2 separate regions of the Rattus norvegicus genome follow, and region 2 is linked to region 1. The links are chromatin contacts, called in public HiChIP or PLAC-seq maps. All regions are on one chromosome and are shown on one strand. The core of a region is the stretch at or near the end of the contact, and the rest is flanking DNA. Distances in the headings are between cores, read along the strand shown.

What was found. HiChIP or PLAC-seq counts read pairs in DNA pulled down with a chosen protein or histone mark.
Region 2: an H3K27ac HiChIP or PLAC-seq map of oligodendrocytes shows a contact between it and region 1, with 3 times the contacts expected there. The contact joins the promoter of Caprin1 here to the promoter of Cat in region 1. A contact is called at or near these places in 1 of 12 Hi-C or Micro-C datasets (prefrontal cortex) and 1 of 1 datasets of contacts at active chromatin or transcription factors (oligodendrocytes).

Annotation. Positions count from the first base shown.
Region 1 is chr3:110,325,761-110,332,954 of GRCr8, reverse strand. Cat (catalase) reads left to right here and starts at 3,429. Exons shown (of 13, transcript NM_012520.2): 1 at 3,429-3,626. The coding sequence starts at 3,561. It overlaps LOC120101609 (a long non-coding RNA gene), which reads right to left and starts at 1,644. Exons shown (of 3, transcript XR_010064862.1): 1 at 1-1,644. It also overlaps the pseudogene LOC134486130.
Region 2 is chr3:110,638,042-110,645,235 of GRCr8, reverse strand. It overlaps Caprin1 (cell cycle associated protein 1), which reads left to right and starts at 4,178. Exons shown (of 19, transcript NM_001012185.3): 1 at 4,178-4,316; 2 at 4,833-5,042. The coding sequence starts at 4,833. It overlaps LOC120101611 (a long non-coding RNA gene), which reads right to left. Exons shown (of 2, transcript XR_005502309.2): 1 at 6,944-7,194; 2 at 4,826-5,424. It overlaps LOC134486415 (a long non-coding RNA gene), which reads right to left and starts at 2,873. Exons shown (of 2, transcript XR_010065276.1): 1 at 1-2,873.

The DNA of each region.
Region 1 (7,194 bases), core at 2,180-4,679:
CAAAAACAAACAAACAGACAAACAAACAGAATTAGGAGAAGCATAGCAAAGCAGTTACATGTTCCACATACTCCATTTTAAGCCTCTTTCACCCTCACGTATGTGTAAGAGATAAAACATTGGTGAAAAGGACATTTAATACCATCTGTGATTTTTTTGGGGGGAGGGATATATAAGTCTATAGTTTGTAAGCCTTACATGTATGCTTACATGTTAAAAAAGAAGTCATAGAAACAAGTTTGCCTCTGGTGTCTGTGTTTCCCCTTTCTCCAATACTGGGTGAGTTGCATGCATGGTACATGATGAACGGAGAGTACGGGCACATGGGTCCTCGTGCCTCAGGATCTGTGCCCATAAGTAGTCACCAAGGTAAACCTGGGCTCTCTTTAGTGCTAAAGCGGGGAGGCAGAGGTGAAACAGGCGGGGCTACAAGCCACGGCCATACAGAAAACTAACTTCTTTAGAATTAGAATTTTGTCTTCATCTCTAGCTGCTCAGGCCTGATCCATGGTGGACTATTGACAGTGTTGGGGAGGCATCTGCACCCTCCCCTTACGGCCAAGGCTCTTTATAAAACGAAGTAATTCTCTTTTCTATTGTGCTTTCTGCTGCCTCTCCACTTCCTCAGCTTACCTCTTATAGCCCCGGTGAAGAGACGTAAATGGAAATGTGGAGAAGACTCTGTTTCTTGAAGAGCGGGTGGACCTGAGTAAATAACTGGATGGCGAGGCTGTTCCTGGGGCACCATCGCCCCCATCATCCAAGGCGTACACACACTTCTCCTTTCTTTACTTCTGCTATCCAAGAGGGACGTGTTATCCATAGCGATCCCCTGAATAGCTAATCTCTTCTCTTTAGCCTGGGCTTTAGATATCCCGATATCAGGATCAATAACACGATGGTTTGTGCCGGTGTATTTTACTTCACTGAGCTCTGAGCAGTCAGAGAACAGCATTTCCGAAACAGCAACTCTATTCACTGCCAACAGAATACTCATGTTTGTATGAATAAAACAGTAAGGAGGTGGTCTGCCGAACTCAGGGCTTGGAATTACCTTGAGGAATCGGGGATCAGGTTTCAACTACTTGAAGCGATAGGGGATATTTATAGTTGTCTCCACTTAAACTGTGATTGGTTTGCAATCCTGAAAAGGATGGGTAGGCATTCTGCTTAGGTAGCCAGTATAAATTCATCGCCGCTGTTGTGAGCACACAACACCTTATTTTAAAACGCAAGACAGGACAAGATCAGAGCCTGCCTGGTTTCTCCGTTCTTTTTGTTCCCGTGGAAATAACTCTTTAGGAATCTAAGGCAACAGTAACAGAAACGGGGAAGAAAGAAAGAGCCCCAAGTCAGACAAGACTCGTCCACACAAAGAAGGAAGGAGAGCACATGACTGGGGCTTCTGTTTGCCTTGCTCAGGTGTATTCTAGCTACGGAGGAAAAGGTCTGCTCTGCTCCTCTCAACACTGACCTGCTAGACAAGCAGCAGGCTCTGGCCATGAGTGGATAGGACTGGAGTTTTGATTGTGTCTGTCTGTAATTGTGCGACTTTGAGCGAGTTCTTTATTTACTGTCCTATACCTCAGCTTCCCGGGCCGCTTAACAATCGCAGTATCAGTATATAACTTACAGTGTTGCTGGGTCAACTAAGCAAATATGGTAAAAAAACACCCTGATAGTCGAACAGTCCCTGGCATACAGGAAGTACTCACGGAGTTCTAACTTAAAATTGGTGTTACACTTAATTACTGAATTAACTGTGTGTGTGTGTGTGTGTGTGCGTGTGTGTGTGTGTGTGCGTGTGTGTGTGTGTGTGCGTGTGTGTGTGTGTGTGCGTGTGTGTGTGTGTGGGGGGGCAAGCTTTTCGGAGTCAGTTTTCTCCACCACGTGGGACCTGGGTATTAAATTCAGGTTGTCAGGCTTGGCACAGAGTTCTCCTATCCACTGAGCCATCTTGCTAGCTCCATATTTTCTTATTTTTATTTATGTTTTCTTTTTGTGGTGCGGCTCCACATATGCTAAGTGAATACTTTACCACTGAGTCAAACAAGACACGTCCAGCCATGTGCATGAACGTGTGTGTGTGTGTGTGTGTGTGTGTGTGTGTGTGTGTGTGTGTGTGTGAAGACATTTGATAGTTGGTACTTTTCTTCTACCTCATGGGTCCTGAGGATTAAACTTTGTTTGGGTCCTAGGTCTCAGGCAGTAAGTGACTTTCTCCACTGATCCATTTTGCTGGTCCCATGGGATTTTAGACATGACTGTCACTGCCTTTATGGGCTTCACATTCTAGGGACAGTGTAGATGTAGATTAGCAAAAGACACCAAAACAAATGGCCCAATGAATGAAATTTTACAATTGTGTTAAGAACAATGTAGAAAAAAATAACATTGATTAGATGAATTTGTGACTGTTTTCCCAAGGGATTGCAAAACTTACAATTTTACCAATCTCTGTTACCACATCTTTGTCAAATCAAGAACAAGTTTTGGAGTGTCCTCAGTCACGTGCCCACAGCCCATAATCAAGGTGAAAGTTGAGAAGGTTTATTTTGAAAATGACAGCATCAAGGTGTTTAAAGATAATTTCTAGCAACTGATAGAAAATCTTTAACCTATTGATTAAAATGAAAAATAAGCGACAAAGTCACCAAATATTTACAAACATTAGTAAATGTTTTACTTTCTAGCTTTTTTTATTTTTTTGAATCGGAGTTTCATATCCCAGTCTGGTCTCAAAGGAGCCATGAAGCTGAAGATGACCTTTGATTTCTGAACCTTAGCTTCTACCTCCGGAGGGCTGGGAGTAACGGCCTGCGCCACCGCACAGTTTATATGGTCCTGGCGACTAAACTCGGGGCTTTCTGCATGCTAGACACTCAACCTTCCGAGCCACATCCTCAGACCCTTCACAGATCCCCCTCTCCCCAAAGACAAAGAGCTTTCTATTATTCTCCAGTGTCAGGGGAGAAAATGGAGGAGTCTGTTACTGCAGTTAATACAGGCCACTTTGGCACAGTGGGCCAAGTGACAAGTCAGATTTCCCCTCTCACAGAGGAGGAAATCCGTACAGATCTGTAGGAAGATTAAACAGTTCCTGAGCGTTTTTACAATAAATTATTGGTATACAGCTTGGTAAATGATAATCTGAGTGAGAGAAGTTAGAAAAAGAACTACCCACCAATTAGTACCAAATAAATAAGCAAAGTGAGAAAACGTTGCACAGAGGAATTGGTCCCCGAACTGTGACTCTCAGAGGTCAGAGAGCACCGCCTTTCGGTCCCCACCCATCTCCCCAGCCTCTTCCCATCCCGGGGTCCACCTCCCGGAGCCCACTGCTCGCCCCACCCTCCTTCCAATCCTGTCCCTTCTAGAGTTTCAGTGGCCAATCAGGAGGCGGCCGTCCCGAGAGGTGGGGGGTGGTGCTGATTGGCAGAGCCTGAAGTCACCACTCCAGCGGGCCTGACTGACGCGATTGCCTACCCCGGGTGGAGACCGTGCTCGTCCGGCCCTCTTGCCTCACGTTCTGCAGCTCTGCAGCTCCGCAATCCTACACCATGGCGGACAGCCGGGACCCAGCCAGCGACCAGATGAAGCAGTGGAAGGAGCAGCGGGCCCCTCAGGTATCCAGTGTTCCTCAGAGCCTCACGAGAACTTGGGAGGCGGCGAGTAACGGCGCGGGTTCCCCCTGGGTAGCCTGTGCTGGGGCTGCACCACTGGCTGCACTCGGGTGGCTGCTTTTTGTCCCACGGACCGTTCCATTCTGCGGAGAGGGGATGGGGCTGCAGGCCTGCAGGACTTGTCGCTAGCAGCAGGGGCCGGGTGGATGGCTCCGAGTTTGGCATTTGTGCCAGCTGGGACATAGGTCACAGCTTGAGGGAGACGTGGAGCCGCCTGGGTAAAGAGGCAGAGAGCTGTGAGCCAGGAAGTTGGAGCCAGCTCCTGCTTTATGTTTGTGAAATCTTAGATCTGTACGCATTGCTGTTGGGGAAGTACACGAGCCTGTGCCTTCAGCATCATTCATGGCGACAGGCAGAACTCACAACATTCAACGATTAAATAAAAGCATTTTTACAACCATTATTTCATTTCCACTGAGGGGAGCGTCAGACCTGATATTTTAGAACTGGCAATGACTTTAGACAGTAATCATCGGTTTGATTCACAGAACTTTGAGTGCCTGTATGTGCCGTTTGGGCTGGACGAGGTATACACATATTCCTGTGAGATAAGACCACACCCTGGTGAAGTTTAGAGTCAACACTGAGAGGCAAGATGTGTAAACAGATGATTACCATTTAGATCCAATTGCAGACTAGCTGTGGAGTGTAGATGAATGCCGGGGTTTGGCTGCAAGACATCCCAAGCAGATGACACTGTAACAGTGTCCTCAAAGATAGTGGGGATTTCAGCAGACTTGGCAGGGATGTTCCTGGCCCCGGGCATCTTAGAAAAGTTGGAGCAAATGATCCTGCACGGTACCATGGCTTCTGGTTAATAGGGCAGGGGTTGGGGTGGGTGTGAGGGAGACTTTCCCCCTTGCTCTTTCTTCCTTAAAACCCTGCTCGTGTGGGTGAACTGGGAGATCAGTGTTTAGTGTTCATGGACCGAGTTTGAAATGATTTCAAATGCTGAAATTCTTCTCTAAGCTCTTGGCCCCGTTGCCCTTCATTATTTACAGCTAGGTCTGTTAAGTTCTTCAAGTGACCCAGAGAGGCATAGAGTCGTAATCAAGGACATACAGCTAGTTAGTGGTAGAGTCAAGATTAGAACTGAGCTCCTCAGAGCCAGGACCTGTTGGGTACCCAGTAGTTGCTGAAGCCTGCTGCATGCTGGCTGGCTGTCACAAATATTTGTGAACTGAGTAACACTTGGGCCGAGTAGTGAGATTTTTAGAAAACAAAATACACGTGTTCTTAAAGGTGTCCCGTTTATTTTGAGACCAGCTTGTCCTTCTTCCATACCATTTCCCTGCTCCCTGTATGTCACCTATTGCTGGTGATGCCGATGTTTCTTCCTCAATTCATGCTACTCTGTATAAACATTTCTAGGAAGAGAATCCCCCTTCTGGAAGGAAATTCTCATGTGTTACGTAGCCTAGATAAGCTGAAATACTTGATTATGAAAAATGTCAAGAATTCACAAACACTGAAAAGAACTGCTGTACACACTTGTTCCACTTTCTGCAGTGTACAATTACCTCTTTTATAAGATTATCCATCTCCCTATCCCTGATTTTTTTTTTAAGTGTATCTCTTCAACAGTATACTTTATACCTGAACACTTCAGGGATGTGAATGGAGAGTACAGTGCACATGTGCAGGGTACAGTAATAGTTACATATAGTGAAACATGTAGATTTATGCGTTCTGCTCAACAAGGTTTAATACACACATAGACAATGGCATCCTAAGCCCCTATCAAGATATCTGAGGCCATACTGAGGAGATGGCTCAATGGTAAGGGACTTTCTGTTAAAGTGGGAGGGTATGAGTTTGAATCTCCACAATCCATGTAAACCCTGCCATGGTAACGTGTGCCTTGGAGTCCCAGTGTTCCTTTATGGGAACAGGCCAGCTCAGCTGGTGTACACAGTAGAAAGACCCCATAGACAGAGTGGAAGGTGAGGGCTGACACCTGAGGGTGCTCTGTGACACACACACACACACACACACTTCAGTGTTTCCACCGGAAATCATTGTTCTTAATGTTTTAACCCTTGATTTATGGGTTTTAGTTCAAAGCTCTTTCTGTTGTTGTTGAGTAAAAATGCTTTCCAGCTAGTCACTGTGCTGTGTGTCAGCAGTGAGGGCTTCTCCACACTTGAATGTAGGACTTGGTGATGAGGTTAGACCACTGTTTGTATCATTGCTGGGCACCTGGATTCCAAGTTTGGATTATTATGAATAAAGTTGATATGAAAACTTTTACAAATTTATTTAATTTTTAAAAAAATGTTGTAATTATATTTATGTACAGAAAACTTAGTGTACATTTAACTCAGTTTAGTGGCGAGTTCTTTAGCCTTTGCCTTTTCCAGATTGGCAATATGAGCCACAGACTTAGGACCCAGGACATTGCCTCCCCAGTGACAGCGGATCTCGTCATATCTGTCATTGTAATTGGTCCTAATAGCTTCCACCAGCTTAGCCAGAGCACCCTTGTCTTCCAAGTTCACCTGTGTGAAGGCAACAGTGGTGCACGTCTTCCTGTGGACCAGGCGCCCCAGCCTGGCCTTCCCCTTGATGATGCAGTAGGGCACCCCCATCTTTCGACAAAGGGCAGGCAGGAAAACCACCAGCTCAATGGGGTCTACGTCATCGGCAATCACCACCAGCTGAGCCTTCTTGTTTTCCACCAAGGTGGTGCCTGTATTGACCCCTGCTCGGAGGACAGGTGGTCTCTTAGTTGGGACGTCCCCTTTGCCAACAGCTTTCTTCTCAGCGTGGGCCAGCAGCCTCTGCTTCTTCTCCTGCTTTGTCTCTGGCCTGTACTTGTGGGCAAGCTTAAGCAGCTGAGTCGCTGTTTGCCTGCCCAGGGCCTGGGTGATCTGGTTGATGGCAGGAGGTACTTTGAGCCGCTTATAGAGGATGGCTCTGCCACTGCAGCCTGATGTAGCGGGACCATTTGACGAAGCATGTGAGATCTCTTTTGGGCTGGATGTCCTGCCCAATGCCGCAGTTCTTGGGCCTTTTCTCAAACAAAGGATTGACCACCCTTTTTGGCCTCCTGTTTCTTGATGACGTTGGGGGCTGGGGTCACGTTCTTCCCCTTGGCTTTCTTTCCTTTGGGCATCTTGCTTGACTGGAGGAGAGCTATTTATTTATTTTTTAAAGATTTATTTATTATATATAAGTACACTGTAGCTGCTTCAGACACATCAGAAGAGGGCGGCCTTGGATCCCATTACAGATGGTTGTGAGCCACCATGTGGCTGCTGGAAATTGAACTCAGGACCTCTGGAAGAGCAGTCAGTGCTCTTAACCGCTGAGCAATCTCTCCAGCCTGATATGAAAGAAAACTCTTATACCAGTCATTTTCTGCACCCACATTTTGATTTTCCTAGCTTTCTAGCTGGATGTGCTGGCACACACCTCTAGTCCTAAGGATGAGGAAGATGGACACCAGTTTGAAGTCAGCCTGAGGTTCATGGCAAGACTCCTGTCCTAATAAATAAGACAAAACCCCAAA
Region 2 (7,194 bases), core at 2,929-5,428, 310 kb before region 1:
GATCTACAGAACTGAGAATAGGACCCCCGTTGAAGGAGTCAGAGAAAGAACTGGAAGAGCTTGAAGGGGCTCGAGACCCCATATGAACAACAATGTCAAGCAACCAGAGCTTCCAGGGACTAAGCCACTACCTAAGGACTATACATGGATTGACCCTGGACTCTGACCTCATAGGTAGCAATGAATATCCTAGTAAGAGCACCAGTGGAAGGGGAAGCCCTGGGTCCTGCTAAGACTGAACCCCCAGTGAACTAGATTGTTGGGGGGAGGGCGGCAATGGGGGGAGGATGGGGAGGGGAACAGCCATAAAGAAGGGGAGGGGGAGGAATTAGGGGGATGTTTGCCCAGAAACCGGGAAAGGGAATAACACTCGAAATGTATATAAGAAATACTCAAGTTAATAAAAAAAAAAAAAGAAAAAAAAACAGCAGTGATTTAAGGTTTTGCATAAACATTTCCCTTCTTTCAAACAGGAAACAGACACATTTGGTTTACAGAGATCACTGCATCGGGCTAGGCAGGAAGTCAGCCTAAAGATACAGCTTTCCCTTAAATGTATTGGTCTTCCTGGACTTGCTGATACTGTTCCAGATTATCAGAGCAGAAAGAAAAGGGATTGAGATGATAAGAGTATGGAAAGTGAAACCACAACAGCTACATGTGCAAGTATTTCAGTTTCCCAACTAGGTGCCGACAGAATATTGTGTCTTGATCCTGTTGTTCAGTGTCATGTAACTCTGGCCTATGTTGTTTGACTAACTTCTAGAGCCAGCCATGGAGATGTGTGTCTGTAATCCTGTCACTCAGGCTTTGGCAGGAGTATAGTGAGTTCAAAATGGCCTGAGCTACATAGTAAGATCCTGTCTTAACAGCCCCCCTTTCCCACTACCAGAAACACCTGATTGACTTTTTTCATTTTTGGAAACAGGTTTCTCTGTGTAGTCCTGGATGTCCTGGAACTAGTTCAGTAGACCAGGCTGGTCTCACTCAGAGATCAGGATGCCTCTGCCTTCCAAGTGCTAGGATTAAAGGCATGTGCCTGTAGATACGTCTAACAGTCTTACAGCATAGTAATCAACAGCTTCTCTGGCATTCTGGTCTACTGAGCACTGTGATAAGCAAAACCTGTTTCAGGCAGGGATATGAATACTTCTGTTACAGATATGTTTTAGATGTGTGACTTTTGCTGGGTGTGCATTTGTGGGCATGCACATTCCACCAAAAGCATATTTAAGGTCAGACATCAACTTGGAGTCCATTTTCGCTTTCTACATGTGGTTCTTGGAGGTCAAACTTGGGTTGTCAAGTTTGGTGCAAGTGCTTTTTCTTACTGAACCATCTTACTGGCTTGCATTTTAGATGTTGTATACTCTGTGTCACAGTGACTTAACTCGGATTTGCTGTGGCATAAAAGTCACCATAGAAAATACATGGAGGCAGATATATTTCAATACATCTTTATGAAAACAAATGGATCTGAGAGATAGCTTAATGAGTATTAACATTTATTCTGTAAGTATGAGGACCCATGTAAAAAGTCGAGCATGGTTGTGTCTGTGACCCCAACATTGCGGTAAAAGTCAGGAGGATCCAGAGTTCTCTGGCCACCAATCTAGTCAAAATAGTGAGTTTCCCTTACAGAGAGAGATGCTGTCACAGGTGAGAAGGCACAGAATAAAGAAGACAATGGTCTTGCTCTGGCCTCTACACGCTTGGCCACACATCACCTATACAGACATGCATTCCATTCATATACCTAACCCATAAAACAAAAATCAGATGGAGGCCACTCCTCTGCCTATGGAGACATCTTGCTGGCCCTGGTTCTCACACTTTGGCATCCATCAGAATTATCCACAGAGCATGTTACAACAGACTGTAGTAGGGTTCTATGCCAGAGGCTTCTGATCTTTTAGGTCTGTGGAGAAGCTGTCTACTGGAGCGCTTAATGTCTGCTCTCAAAGACATTGGTCAAGTTGTGCTCAATCAATTTGTCAAAACTTTCCAAAATTCTCAACATTTGATTAAAATGCAAATTTCAATAGGTTTGGCTTGGAGGTAAGATAGTGATATGACATTGGTTTATATTTGGAGTTACAAGTAGCTACAAGGATCATAATCCTCTCTAGACAGAATATTTTTTATCATAGTGCTAAATAGTTTACTTAATTCTTAGGTCAACTTTTACTCTTCTCAGCTGACACACAGCTGGCTAGGAAATCTTTTGGTTCCTCTATTACTGTGTAAAATGAATCTGACCCTGGTTACCATTGTCACTGCTCTACAGTTACAATGTACAGTGAGTCCAACTCACTTCACCACGTATTCCTGGTTTGAGCTATAGTACTCTAGGCTGGTTGATTTCAACAGTCCATTCCTTGGTCTCTTGGCTTTTGGTTTTACTTTAGCCTCTCATCTCCAGTACACACTTCTTGACAATTCTTTATATAGCAGTAAGGGTGGTTTTTAAAAATTATTTATTTTGGTTTTTCCAGACATGATTTCTCTTGTGTAATAGCCCTAACTGTCCTGGAACCCACTGGGTAGACCATGCTGGCCTAAGACTCAGAGATCCACCTGCTTCTGCCTCCCCAGAGCTAGGATGTAAGTGATTTAAAACACATTTGATGAAATGAACATTAGCCATGTCACTCAGCAAATATTGAAGCCAGGCCCCTTTATGGCTTTCTTACTGCTTGTTCTAGCCACTGTGAAACCCATTAAGATTGACAGGTCACTCTTGCTCAGTCTGGAATTTAATATGTAGACTAGGCTAGTCTTATGCTAAGAGTTCTGCCTGTCTCTGCCTCTCTGTGCTTGGACTAAAGGCAGGAGCAACCAAGCCACGGATCTTGCTCTCTGGTGTTCTTTTTACCGCCCCCCAACCCCCCCCCCCGCACCCCCAAGCTTTCTTTGCTTCCTCCAGGCTATAAAGTACCCAGGAAGGCTTTCACTGACCACCTTTTTTTTCTTCCTTTGGTTTCCTTGTTATTTTTGTGTTCACCGCCTGATACAAACTCCATGAAAAAAAAATGTTTTGTTCATCATCTCTAGCACTGAAGACTTCCTAGTATGCCATAAGGTGCTCGATAAATATTTAAAAGCACAGATTACAGACTTTATGGTTAACGGGAATATCTCAAGTCCACAGGGTGCTGCTGTTTCTCCAGGCTCCCTCAGGATATACTGGTGCCAGCCAGTATTATTCATTTTAATACCCAGGGAACAGTGACTTTGATAGAATCCTCTTCTAAATTTCCTTTTCATGGAATTTAAATTATAAGTTGGTCATTTATTGTTCTCATACATCATGTTGCTGAATTTTCCACGGATCATATTCCTTTTTGTACCTCTCTCTAGAGCACTCATTTTTTTTTTACTCGTTGTCCACCTCACTTTGATCCCCCCCACCGAAATAATTCTCTTGGATAAAAGTCCCTCCATCCCCACCCCATCTAGCAGTCTTTAAAGTTTTGGGTAAAATTTAAAACACATTGGGGAAAGATAAGTAATTCATGATAGGGCCTACTGGTTACTTATCTCAGAGTTACTCATCTCAGGGTAGGTGAAGACAGTTTTTTAACATAAGTGGGAGTATTTTAGGACATCAAAAAGCCATTAAAGATGCTCCTTCTCCATACATTCTACAGATAATACCTAGGTTATTGTATAATTGTTATGTGGCAAGTTGTCTTTTCTCAGACCTTTGAGGGTGAGTTTGCATGCTTTGCATATAGAAGGAATTCTAGAAGCTGGGATTGCACCACCCACCCCACGCACCCCTTACTTGCAGAAACCTTTGCCCCTCCAACCCCCACTCCCTCCAAATATGGGCTCTACAAGGGGCAGTCCTCAGCCCCGGAGCCTGCTGCTTGACACCTATTGTCCCTGTTTGGATGTCAAGAGATTTCGCCTGAAGGACCCCAGTTTAGATTTCACTCAAAACTCAAGAGTCTGCAGCAGCGGCCTCCGTGGGGTACTTTCCAGATTTTCAAAAGGGGCAGGAACCTGGGGCAGAGGACAAGGCCGGACGGGAGGCACGGTCTGGTGACCTTTTTCGACAGGCATTTACGTAGGGCAGCCCCAACGACTTGAAGGCCCTCGCTCCCTATCCCCCCCGCCCCCCTCGTTTCAGAGCGCAGGCTGGCCAAGTCCCTCCCGCGCCGGCTCTTGTCCCACTAGGAGCAGCTCAGTGCAGCGGGGACAGGGCGAAGCGGTCTGCGCCCACGGAGCGCACGTCTCTGTTCGCAACGCAGCGCTACCCTTGCCCCCCTCGGCTGCCCACTCCAGACGTCCAACGGCTCAGCGCGCGCACGGTGAGCGCCATCCCGGATCAAGGCGCCGAAGGGAAAGAAGGCCGCTGCACCTGGGTGTCCTTTTTACCTTCGGAGCGGTCCGAACGGCTAGAAGGACTCGCTCAAGGCCTCCCCACCCCCACCCCCACCCCGGTCACTCCCAGTGCCCTTCTCTACCCCTGGCCCTGACCTCTGTCCCTGTCGTTCTTGCAAGGCAACGGGTGCCACTTGCCCCGATGGAGACCGTTGCCTTGGCGGTTGGCGGCGGCCGTGCCAGGCCCCGCCCCCGGCGCGAGCTCGGTGCCCCGCGGCGGGCAGGAAGGGGGAGGGGCAGGCTGTCCGGCGCCCCGCTGGCGGGTCGCGCGCGTGCCCGCGTGCCCCTTCCTGCCGGCGGCGCGCGCCGCCCCCTCCCCCCACCGCGCGCGCGCAGCCTCCCGCCCGCTGCGCGTTTTGTCCCGCGTCTCTCCCCGTCCGTCTCCTGACTTGCTGCTCTTGTCCTTCCCTCCCGCTCTTTTCTCCTCTCTTCTCGGTCTAAAGATGCCCTCGGCCACCAGCCACAGCGGAAGCGGCAGCAAATCGTCGGGACCGCCGCCGCCGTCCGGTTCCTCCGGGAGTGAGGCGGCGGCCGGGGCAGCTGCGCCGGCTTCTCAGCATCCGGCAACCGGCACCGGCGCGGTCCAGACCGAGGCCATGAAGCAGATTCTCGGCGTGATCGACAAGAAACTTCGGAACCTTGAGAAGAAAAAGGTGCGAGGAGATAATGGAGAGGGAGGGCTTGTGGCTCCAGCCCTACTCCGGTCTCTGCGGTGGATGGAGCTTCTTGCCCAGAAAACGGGCGCCTCGGGGAGGTGCCTGTCACCTGACCCGAACGCGGCGCTGCCTCTAGGCCTCGGTTACTCACATCAGGCTGTGCGGGCCCTTTCCGCCTTGTGACCGGTTTGCCTGGGTGGTGGGGCCCATTGCTGCATATTCTCTAAAACCAAGGCCCGACTTCTGATGAAGGCCATGGGGAAGAAACTGTGCCCGGCCAGCAGATTGCTTGTGGAGTTGAGCGGCTCTTGCCTTGTAACTGGCGTTTTCCTCTGTTACCTAGGCTGGAGGCTGGTGGAATGGCTCAGTCCCCTCTTCCCTAGAAAAGATGTGAACTAGGTCTGAACTAGGGTTGCAGTTGAGTCAAGTCCTATTTAAGCAGGTCTTCACCTGGGTACCCCCGCCCCCTTCTGATGGGCTCTCTACGTTTTCCTCTTTGTTTCGATTGTCTAGATGCTTGGAACCTCACGCCCAGCCTAGTCACGAGGTAGTTTTTAAAAAATGATTATTATTATATTTTTTTCTTTTTGCAATGACTTTCTTTTAATTTATTATTTTTTACTGCTTCAGCATTCTAAAAGCTCAGGGAGATATCATCGATCCTTCAGAGGTGGATCTAGATTAGACTGGAGACTGCCTCTGAGGCTCTGGGCACATGGAGTGTCTAACATGGCGGCGGCTGCGGGAGAGGGAAGCGCTGTACAGGAGCTGCATTGTGAGCACAAAGCGAAAGCAGAGGGGGAGGGCAGAGACCAGGCAGCAGCCCCGCCTAGCCCCCCCTCTCAAAAAAAGTGGAGCCACACCCACTCCATTTTTGGCTTTAATATTTAGCCATTCTGGGCCATACTGTTAGATTACTTAAATCAGCTTTTTGTTTTATGCGTTTAGTATACGACGGTGTACCAACACTGTTTAGAGGAAGAGTCTAGGTAGAAGTAAATTTCTCCCCTGAATAAGAGAAGTAGTAGAGTAAAAACGGAGGCAATTATACCTGGTACTGTTATTCTAACTTGCCCTTTTACAGTAAATAAAATATAACTTATGCCTGCTGCTCTCTAGGGCATAGTTTTCAATTTTGAAAAATTCCCGTGAAGGAGTTTGTTTAGCTAGTTAGAGGATATTATTGAGATAGGATTATTGGCTAAAAATCTGAGCTATAAGTAGTAAGTTGGGGGAAAAAAAAACAGGATATTTAAATCTTGGTAGTTTGTCTACTGATTTTCCATTTTTGGTGAGTTTGAAACTTTAACTTTTGTTACTTTTCTGCCTCATTGTTGAAGAGTAGCCATTTTACTATAATTTCCCGGACTTTATTTGAAATTGAGAATATTCATTAACAAGATTTCAAGCTTTAGTTATTTTGATAAGATTTTCTTATTAATTGGGAAATGTATTAACATAGTGAAAACATTGTAAGCTACATTCATATATGGAATTTCATGCCAGCATTTTCTGATACTTGCTTTGTGTTTAGTACCCTGTGTGAAATTGAGTTTAACTTGGGTATCTTTAAAATTTCCTAATGCAATAAGCAATATTGTTAGTTTGGCTGTTGCTACAAATGGTTTAATTTTTGGAATTTCTGGGAACTCAGTTTCTTCTAGACTAGGAACCAACATGAGCATTAATGATGTAATATTTGAGGTATATATGTTAGTGGCTGCAAAATCTTCAAATATGTTTTAAAGAATAACATTGAGTAGCAGTCATTGTATTTGTGAGGTGACAGATTGAAGTACTTAAGTATGTTTGAAAACAAGACACAGAAATCTAGGTTATCCCTATGGGGACTTGCACCGTAACTGGCTAACTATAGGTAAGAGTAATGTTATTATCACCTGGGCCATAGTGGTACATTCCTTTAGTCCCAGCGCTCATGTGGATCTCGAGTGTGAGGCCAGCCTGTTTTACAGAGTTCAGGACAGCTAGGAATATACAGAGAAACAGGTTTCAAAAACTGGGAGTGGAGAAATGAACTTACTGTTATAGAGATTGACTCAGATAGTAGTATCTTGTGATGATGTAACAAACAAATGTACATAAAAAGTCTTACATCATTTCTGTTGTCAGTGTTTTGGTTGCTGAAGAA